Regions from separate parts of the Sus scrofa genome. Here region 1 is linked to region 2. A link is a contact called in public promoter capture Hi-C data. All regions are on one chromosome and are shown on one strand. The core of a region is the stretch at or near the end of the contact, and the rest is flanking DNA. Distances in the headings are between cores, read along the strand shown. Region 1 holds the start of ELL2 (RNA polymerase II elongation factor ELL2). Region 2 has its middle 54 kb from the start of GLRX.

The links. Promoter capture Hi-C pulls out the DNA fragments that hold promoters and counts their contacts.
Region 1: a contact with region 2 is called in a promoter capture Hi-C map of liver, with 5 times the contacts expected there. The contact joins the promoter of ELL2 here to the enhancer-like site in region 2. A contact is called at or near these places in 2 of 5 promoter capture datasets (both in liver), 11 of 47 Hi-C or Micro-C datasets (embryonic fibroblasts, heart right ventricle, liver and 2 more) and 2 of 2 datasets of contacts at active chromatin or transcription factors (alveolar macrophages and skeletal muscle).

What each region holds. Positions count from the first base shown.
Region 1 is chr2:102,589,717-102,594,482 of Sscrofa11.1, forward strand. It overlaps ELL2 (RNA polymerase II elongation factor ELL2), which reads right to left and starts at 1,700. Exons shown (of 12, transcript XM_003123796.5): 1 at 1,402-1,700. The coding sequence starts at 1,548. LOC106508433 (a long non-coding RNA gene) reads left to right here and starts at 1,872. Exons shown (of 16, transcript XR_002342060.1): 1 at 1,872-2,128.
Region 2 is chr2:102,489,569-102,494,135 of Sscrofa11.1, forward strand. No RefSeq gene overlaps it. Among named protein-coding and RNA genes, the nearest start is that of GLRX, 54 kb to the left of the region's middle. Within about 2 kb of position 1,838, at least 39 of the 83 cell types and tissues checked have an H3K27ac peak or open chromatin away from gene starts, as enhancers often do. A contact at or near this core is called in alveolar macrophages, embryonic fibroblasts, liver and 2 more, where this site is marked.

The sequences.
Region 1 (4,766 bases), core at 450-2,949, 100 kb after region 2:
TCCATTTAAGCATTTAAAGTGCCTGGCACTAGTGGGAGCTCAACAGATGTTAATTCCTTTCTCCACTTTTATCTGAATAACTATGACTCTGCGTCTGGGTGTCCCTCTGGCCCTCTCTGCCTGTTTTATGAGATCAGTTCCTCGGAGCTTCTTTCCTTGGTATGGACTCGATTAATTGTCGGGACGCCTTGCGGGTTCTCTCCTCCGACTGGCTCTCTTCTCAGAGCAAATGCTACCGGCCCCTCAAATGGTATATTCCTCCCCTTGCGCGATGCGTCTACTCACTCCCGTCTCCCTCGCCCATACACAGTACTGCATGTCCATAAACGGCTTGCCCAGGCACTCCGTTGCGGAGTCTCTTCGCTATGTCTCCTACTCTCTCCTTCACTTTTTTTTTTTCCCCTTCCCAGCATGAAAACGTGTCCCTGGGTTTGTTCTCCAATTGCCGAGTAAGTGAGCCTTTGCGGTGCTCGAGTTGTGTGTGTGTCCGGGATGCGCCGGAGAGTGCGAAACCCGAGTCTGCCGGGGATGCAGTGTATTCCCCCCGCCCCGGCTCCACGTCTCCCGGTCGGTGAGTCTGCCTCAGACGCGACGCGGCTTTCGGGTATAAGGACCACGGAGAATCGCTCTCCTCAGTAACCGAAGTCTGTGCTCCCGGCTGAGCGCTGGGTGTGTGTGATTCCCGGTACTCCGTGCTGTGTCTCTGGGAACGCGAAGCGCCCGTGTACTCGAGTCCCTGGAAGTGCAAGGTGTGTCCCCCTCCTCCCTGGCACGCCAAGCGTCCGTGTCTCAGCCTTTGAGAGTACACGGTGTGCCCCCCCAACCTTCGCGAAGCGCCTGTGTCCCCAAGTCCCTGAGTACAATGTGTGTCCCACATTCATACGCGGAGGGCCAGTGTCCCTGACTTTTCGGATCCACGGTGGTACCCTCAAACCGCGAACGCCAAGTGCCTGCGAGTCCTCTTGTAAGTCGTTACCGAAGGCTGCCCTCCCCCCCCAACCCCCGCCCCGCCGCCATGGGCAGCACAGCCATCTCACTTGTCTCCCTGGTGCCTTTCTTTCCCGTTGGGACAGAAAAGGCAGAAAACCCGCGGGCGCCGTCGGAAAGTCCCGCAGCGGCAGCGCAGCGGAACCGCGGCTGCGGCTGCCTCGGCCCCGCCGCCAGGGGCCGCCCGCCCGCCCGCTTCCAACGCCCCGGCGCCCGGCTGGCCCGGGACGGCGGCGTTAGCTACTCTGCCCGGCCCTGCCCAGCTCTGCCGCCGCGGGCGCTGACGGCAGCCGCGGCAAGCCACCGCTCCGCCGGCCCCAAGCCAGGTGCCAAGACAAGAGGAGGCGCGGTGGGTCAGTGAGGGACGCCCTTTTCCTCCCTAAGCCCGGCCGGTCGGCCGACCGCCCAGCTCACCTTGTGGCTCTGGTAGGTCTCGAGCGCGCGGATCGCCGTCTCGGTGAGCTTCACATGCAGTACGGTGATGTTGTCCTGTCCAAGTCTCCCGCACGACAGCCCGTAGCGCTGCTCCTCCCGCAGGCCCGCCGCCCCCCCTGCCGCCATCTTAAACTCCCCCGGGTGCCGCCGCCGACGCCGCTCGGGCTCTAGGCTCCACTGCGGCCGCGGCTGCTCGGGCTTCTGCAGCCGCCGCCACAGCTACGGCCATCCCGCTGCTGACGTACTGTCATATACTGCGCGCAGCCAGACCTCGGGCTGCCACCGCCGCCACCCGCCCCACCCTCCGGCCTCGCGCCCCGCCCCGGGCTCGTCTCATTGGTCCCAGTTCCCCTCGGAGCCTCCCTCATTGGCCGCCCTCCACTCTCACAGGGGCGGAGCCCAAAGTCGCTGGAGTTTTGCTCCCGGGACGGGACGTCCGAGAGGTGAGAGGCTGACGTTGGGGTGACGCGCCAACTTAATCACACCTGACGTCACGTCTGGTCGTCTTGGCTCACCGGTCGCGATTGGCCAGGCTCGTTTGGGGGATCCCCTGCTAATTGGGTGCCCAGGTTGCCTGGTCCTGTTACCTGGAGTCGGAGCTCCGCCCCTTGGGGGGAGAGTAGTGGAGAGTCGGGAGTGTGGGGGGAATATTTCCTGCGCTGGTGGTCCTTGGAGAAGAGGATCCCCACCCAAAATAAGTGGCCAAGTAAGCCTAGTAAGGACTTTGTCCCCCGACGGGCTGGGTTAGCTTGTGGAGTAGGGGGCGTGCTGGTGAGGGAGGTCGTAGTAGGCGGAGTCACTGGAGAGTCTCTCCTCAAAATTTAGCGCTAGTATTGAGCGGATGAAATTGGGGAGGACGCCCTTCTTCGTCATTTCGCCCTAAATCTGAAGTTAGTGATTTAGCCCTTGGCTTTAAGATTTGTGCTAGATTGTGTGGAGCATCTTAAGTACAACACCATGCCTTAAATCTCCTTAGTGCGATGGGCATGGTATTATAGAAAACAGAATTTAAAGGTTTTTTTTTTCCACGCCATGCCCTCTTGTGATCCAGAGAAAAATAAACTGGAGTTCGCCGTGGGGGCAGGGTTGTGCTTTTTATGGGACTTGGAGAGGTGCTTAGGGTTGAGATGACATCTCCTTTCAAAGGGTTGTTAGAAGGGTATAAGTGTCCTTGACCTAAATTAAGAGAAGCATGGACATGGTTCTCTGGTTCGTTTGGGTTCTGTCCATTTCATTTGACAGGGATGTAGGAGAACCTTGCTAGAGTTTAAGCAATTGATGTTAGGTGGAGGAGATGGGTGTGTGAGGGGGTGCGGAGGCTGGACGTGCTTTCCATTCCTCGCGATGCTCCGCGTGTAGGCGTGGCTAAACCAAGGAGCCTAATCACCGCCCTCTTCAGGCTGCGTGTGGATGGACCGACACAGGCTTCCAGTCAGAGAGGATGAATTAACTGGGTGATCAGAAACACCGGAGGAAAACAAACCGTTAAAAGTCTTGAAATTGTTGCAAGGCAGTTTTTTGAAAATTACTTTAAAAAAATTGAGACGGTTGTTGTTTCCCTCAGATTGTAAAACCTTGTTGCGTTTTATAAGGATTCCCCAGAAAAATTTATAGGTACTTAATTAGTATTTCCCATACGTTTCAATTGGATAGAGCTATGATTTTCCAGAAAGTGGGAGTTTATCATGATTTCCTCAGCCCCCTTAATAAATACTCCAGCCTAAATCTACATTACCTCTTGACTCGGACCCTCAAGCATTTTAAGTGCATAATACAAATTACGGAAGGAATTCTCCTTCCAATAGTATATGAGTTAAGTGGAAACGCCTGCATTAAGGGTTGTGGCATCACAGGAGAGCATTTTTAAATCTGACTTTATTTCAATCCAGTAGATTTGGCTAGCAGTTAAACATGATTAACACTTGTTAATTTACTTTACTAGAGTGTTATCTTAAATTCATTGAAAAAATTAAGGCAATCACAAATTTGAGAAGTAATTTTATACTTGAATTATTCTTTTCTGCTGTTTGCTTTACACTGATAGGGAAGGTGTGACCACATATCTAAAGCTTTAATTATTTGGGGGGCGGGGGTGGGGGGGAGTTTGACCAGAACAAGTAAAACCTGTATCCCATTGCTTTTCTGATGAAGATGGGTAAATCCCCACCCACATGGCATCTACACTTGGCCTCCTCTTACTCAGAACTTCTGATGACATCCAAGGGGTGGGGGAGGAGCAAGGGTGGTTTTCATTCTAGTTTTCAAATGTCTGACCTGTAGCCCCTTAATAGAATTTCTTTTCTTAATTGTGGTTGGAAAAGTTTTCTCGTGCCCTGTTTTAGTGAGTAACCTAATCTTTGAGTAATATATTATTGTAGCGAGTTATTGTTTGTTTGTATTTTTCCCCTTTCGAACATTTCAACTATGGAAGGAAGCCATGACCGTGTACAAAGTAATAGGGTAATCTAGTTGTGTGTCTCTTCAGTGCATAGTACATATTATGCCTGCCTGAATCAAACAGGCAAGTTGTGATACTGATAAGGATAATTCACGGAGTTGATGAAAGGTGCTCTTTGGGAAGCTTGCCATTTTATAGATATGTTCTGTCATTATTCAGTTTAACAAACACTTACTGAATGCTAAATAAATGTAAAATGCTGTGAAAGATTTAAAACTTAAACAGCAGTCTCTTATTTTAAGGGATTTTCTGTTTGAATATGGGGAATGAACCAAAAAATCCAAAGGAGGGTGACTGGAAAATTAGTAAGTGTTGGAGTTCCCATTGTGGCTCAGGGGTAACAAACCTGAGTAGTATCCATGAGGATGTGGTTTCTGTCCCTGGCCTCACTCAGGAGGTTAAGGATCTGCCAGTGCCATGATCTGTAGTGTAGGTCGCAGATGCTACTCAGATTCTGTGTTGCTGTGGCTCTGATGGAAGCCAGCAGCTACACTCTGATTTAACCCCTATCCTGGGAACTTCCATATGCAGGCCCTAAAAAAACAGAAAAAAGAAATTAGTAAATGCTAATTTGGGTGGTAGTGGTGATGAGCTTAAAACTTCAGAGAAAACATCATCACTCTCTGGAGATGTTTTGTGGATGTGTAGAACTTGAACATTTCTTGAGGGTTGAATAGATTCTAGATAAGTAGAGGTGCTATAGATGGAGGCCAATTAAAAGTGATCTTAATGATTATTCTGGCTGAACTCATTCAGTATATGAATGAAGAAAGTGAGATACTGTTAATTTAAAGGCAACCTGCATAACCTATTACAACCAGGAGAGGCCAGGTCTGAATCGACTCTTGGAAGTGTTTGTCTGGTCACTACACTGAGCAGCTATTGT
Region 2 (4,567 bases), core at 588-3,087:
ACCTTAGGCAGACCTCTTAACCTCTCTGGGCCTCGGTTTCCAAATCTGTAAAACAAGGTTGATCATAGTGCATATCTTATAGAGCAGTTGTAAAGATTATATGAAAACAAACAAAGCATCAACAACAAAACCCACAAAGGTAAGGCACCTACTGCCTGGCATAAGGAAGCTCTCAAGATACTATAGTGTTTATTTGGTCGCCAGGAAAATCCCAAAGGATCAATGTGTTGGGTCACTGGTGCTCCTAGCACCATCAGCAAACATGTCCACGTTGCCAAAGCAGTATCGCCCTTCCTCCAACACCTTTGCTTTGTCTTTCAGGTCTCCTGCTTCCACAAATGTCCATGGATCGAGGTCAGTAACCTCTTAGGCAGGGAAGGTCACCTCATGATTGTGACATACGTGAGCACATCTCTGAAGAGCCAATGAGGTTCTGGCAAAAACCCCCACAGGCTGACTTGTCTGAGTTTCCTGACATGCCCACTACCAGCCGCCTGGAAGCCGCTGAGGTTTGATTGCAGGCTGCTCCCTCCCACAGCTGGCTGGAGTTTACTTCATTTAGGAGTCAGCCCTTGATCTCCACGATGACAGCCAGTCCTGCCTGGCTGGGGGATTGTGACAGCCTTTGTTTCCATGTGGGCCAAGTCTTTTGACAAGAGGGGAAAGCTCATTAGTTAGCTGTCATCCTCAAACGTGGTTAGGTTATGAGTAATTCTACTAGGAGAGCCAGGGAGCTGGCAGCTCGTTCCATAGAGATTGTTTTATCTATTTGTACAGAGTAGTGGGAGATTAACTGGGATATTTTATGTAAAAGTCTCTGTCAACTGTGGATGTGCTTACAGATCCAGCAAGGGGGACGAAGATGATTCCGCTTTACCTACCTCTGGGAGGTCAGTGCAGACACACCTGAATATGCAACCTGGCTGTGCCTCCACGCGCGCGTGCACACACACACATGCATACACACACACACACACATGCACACACACACACACATGCACACACACACACACACATGCACACACACCACCCACATTCTATGGTGAGGAAAGGATGGTGTGTAGCCTCGAGGACAGGTTTGGATAAAGGGTGCCTATTTCTGCTATAATGTTTTGGTTCTCCTTCTCGGCAGGGCCCGGCTGTTGCCTCAAAGCCAAAAGCGCCAACAGGACTTTTTGGTCTCCGCGGTCAACTCCAGTCTGCTGCTCCATCACTCGGCTTCCAGCAGGTGGCGCTGCGTCCCGCGTAGGCCTGGCCCGCCAGTCTTAGCTCCCCGGCAGGCTCAAAAGATACCAAGAAGTCGGGAAGTGGTCCCCGCTCACGTAGAGCCGCTGCCTTGGCGAACGCAATTGATGACACAGCGGCCTGACGCGGACCTTTGTCAGAGAGATGGGATTTGGCGTTTCCGCAGAACGGAAAACAAAGTGCTTCTGCCTGCCGGGCCAGAGTTGACATTTGCTCACCATTGATTCCGGGACGTTTACAGGCAGCGTGAGTTCATGTGAAATTGCAGGACTTTGCCATGAGTCAGATTCACTTTCTGTAAATCAGAGTCAACATTACACTTCCCCGCCCCTTGGGCCATTACTTGAATTTTTAGTTCACCCGTTGTATTTGTACTGAGGAGATTCAAGTATTTCATAAGCACTTTTTTTTTTTTTAAAGGGCAACACCAACTTGGGACAGATTGGTTGTTTGAGATTTTTGTCAACTTCTACCCTTCTTCACTCAGTGAAACATATGAAGGAAATGAAAGAATCAAAATTCTGCCCTAATCCACTGTCTACATTCTTGTCTACGTGTTAAAAAAGCTCCAGGCCGATTGCCTCATCTATGCGTCTTGCTCCCTCCCACGCCTGGTCCAGTCATCATTGTCTCCATGAACAACCCCACCTGGGCTTCCTGCCAGAAAATGTTTTTCAAGTTTCGCTTGAATTTCTACATGACATACTTCTGAACATGTAAATACTACATAAGGCCAACCTATATGGGGAGCTAAGAATGACAACTTAGAATTCTCATTCTTTTTTTCAGGGCTGCGCCTGAGGCATGTGGAAGTTCCCCGGCCAGGGGTCAAATTGGAGCTCCAGTTGCCAGCCTACAGCAACGCGGGATCCGAGCTGTGTCTTCAACCCACACCACAGCTCACGGCAACGCCAGATCCTTAACTCATTGAGTGAGGCCAGGGATTGAATCTGCATCCTCACAAACACTGTGTTGTGTTTTTTGATTTTTGTTTTCTTTTTAACTTTTTTTTTTGTCTTTTCTGGGGCCGCACCAGTGGCATATGGAGGTTCCCAGGCTAGGGGTCTAATCTGAGCTGTAGCCGCCAGCCTACGCCACAGCCACAGCATGTGTTGTGTTTTTAACCTGTTGAGCCACAATGAGAACTCCAAGAATTCTCATTCTTTATGTGTGTACCATGTGTGTGTAGGTAGGTATTTTATGTGTCAACAGAAACAAATGCAAACTGATACTTGGCGAAGTAATAGATTATCATGATGCATCAGGACAGTAAAGTCACACACACACAATTACCCATTCTACCCCATTTTGGAAATGGGAAAACTGAAACTCCCAAGACCATGGTATGTCAGATGTGCAATTAGGTCTTCCAATTCCTGCCTTTAAACTTTTGCCTCTTTTCCTTTGTGTGGTGCCTGGGGACAGCCAGATGCTAGCCTGATAAGTGCCTCATTCCATTTTCAGGGGACCTGAGGTCAGGTGCCACCCCCAATTCCAGAAGCCTTGCCAAGCCAGTGCCAAGTTCCCCAACGATCAGGTGAGTGCTCTTCCCTGGTGAATCTGGTGTTTGTGACACATGTGGGCTGAGAAGCTGGCTGGCCTCTTGCTCAATATTCTCAAGTTGACAGCGTGGGTTTTCTGTAATTTGAGAGTGTGGCAGGGCAGCCAGGCATTTATCACACACCCCTCTTCTCTTCCTGAGGATTGTTTGCGTTATGGAGATTTCCTGGTGATATTTTTAGTGCCTGATTCTTCATGGTTGCTCAAGTTTTGGTGGCCGTGTTCCACTGACTAGCACAGATGCCCCTGCTAAAACTGATGGTTGTTGACGGGAAAGCCCGGGTACGGGCCCACAGCTTGCCTTATTGGTGTCAGCTGATTTTTCACATGTTTTCAGAGTTAACCTTCCAGAGTTACAGATTTTCCTTAGCCATCTGTCCTCATGCTGAGACAGAAAAAGGATGTCTTCTGGGGTAAAGCAAAGGGGATAGAGGCGGCGGATATTTACCCACCATTTTTTCCGGCTGTCCCCTCTCCCTGATGCTTGTTTCATGCCAGTTGGAGTTCCCCAAGCCCTGCGTCTGTGGGCAAGACTGCGGGAGGAAACCGCTGAGTCACAGCTTTGCTGCTTCTCTGTAATTACAAATTTTATCACCTCATCTGACATAGAAAGGGTGTTGGTTGGAAATAAAGTACATGTTGGGAATAAACTCTTTAGAAACGGGGAAAAAAAGGGCTTTTATAATGTGAAGGCTTTTTTTCAAAAGTCTGGAGCTAAGGTTATGAAGAAACGAAGTCATCTCCCCTTCCCACCTGTATAATTATGGAAATTAACACATCCGGTTGATAGCACTCTACAGTTGCAGTTCTGTCAATACATCTTCTGGATATTTTGTGGCGTGTTCTCTGCACACATGCCTGGCTAACACAGCATGCCAACCACCCCTCCCTGTCCTCTCTCCCTTCTTCTTTGCTGTGTACGCCGTCAAGACTATTCAGAATCACCTTCGCTATGAAATCTTCCTGTTCCCCTAGTAGATATCCCTTCATGCTATATTCTTTTGCTCTTGGAACTTAAAAAAACATGTTCTCAGAGTTCCCTGGTGGCCTAATGATTAAGGATCTAGTGTTGTTGCTGCTGTGGTGAGGGTTTGAGCCTTCATCTAGAAACTTCCATATGCCGTTCGTTGGTATGGCCAAAAACCCCAAAAACAAAAAAGCTCAATGTTCTCAGGTTATTCTCTGTGTACACCACATTGTCCACAGAGAAGTTCTTCCAGCCCCTACGCAATACCTGCTAATTCATTTTTTTTTTCCTACAATTTTTATTTATTTATTTATTTTGCTTTTTAGGGCCATACCCGAGGCGAATGGAAGTTTCCAGGCTAGGGGTCAAATTGGAGCTGCAGCTGCCAGCCTACACCACAGCCACAGCAATGTGGAATCTAAGCCGCATCTGCACCCTACACCACAGCTCATGGCAACGCTTCTCAGATCCTTAACCCACTGAACAAGGCCAGGGATGGAACCCACATCCTCATGGATAATAGATTCATTTCCTCTGAGCTACGACAGAAACTCCCTAAATTAATTTTTTTATTAAAGTGTAGTTGGTATGCAGTGCTGTGCCAGTTCCTGCTATACAGCAGAGTGACCCAGGCATACACATATATATATACATTATTTTTCTCATATTATCCTCCATCAAGTTCTATTCCAAGTGATTGGATATAGTTTCCTGTGCTATACAGTAACATATCCATTCTTATCCATTGCTTATCCATTCTAAATGTAATAGTTTGCGTCTACTAACCCCAAGCTA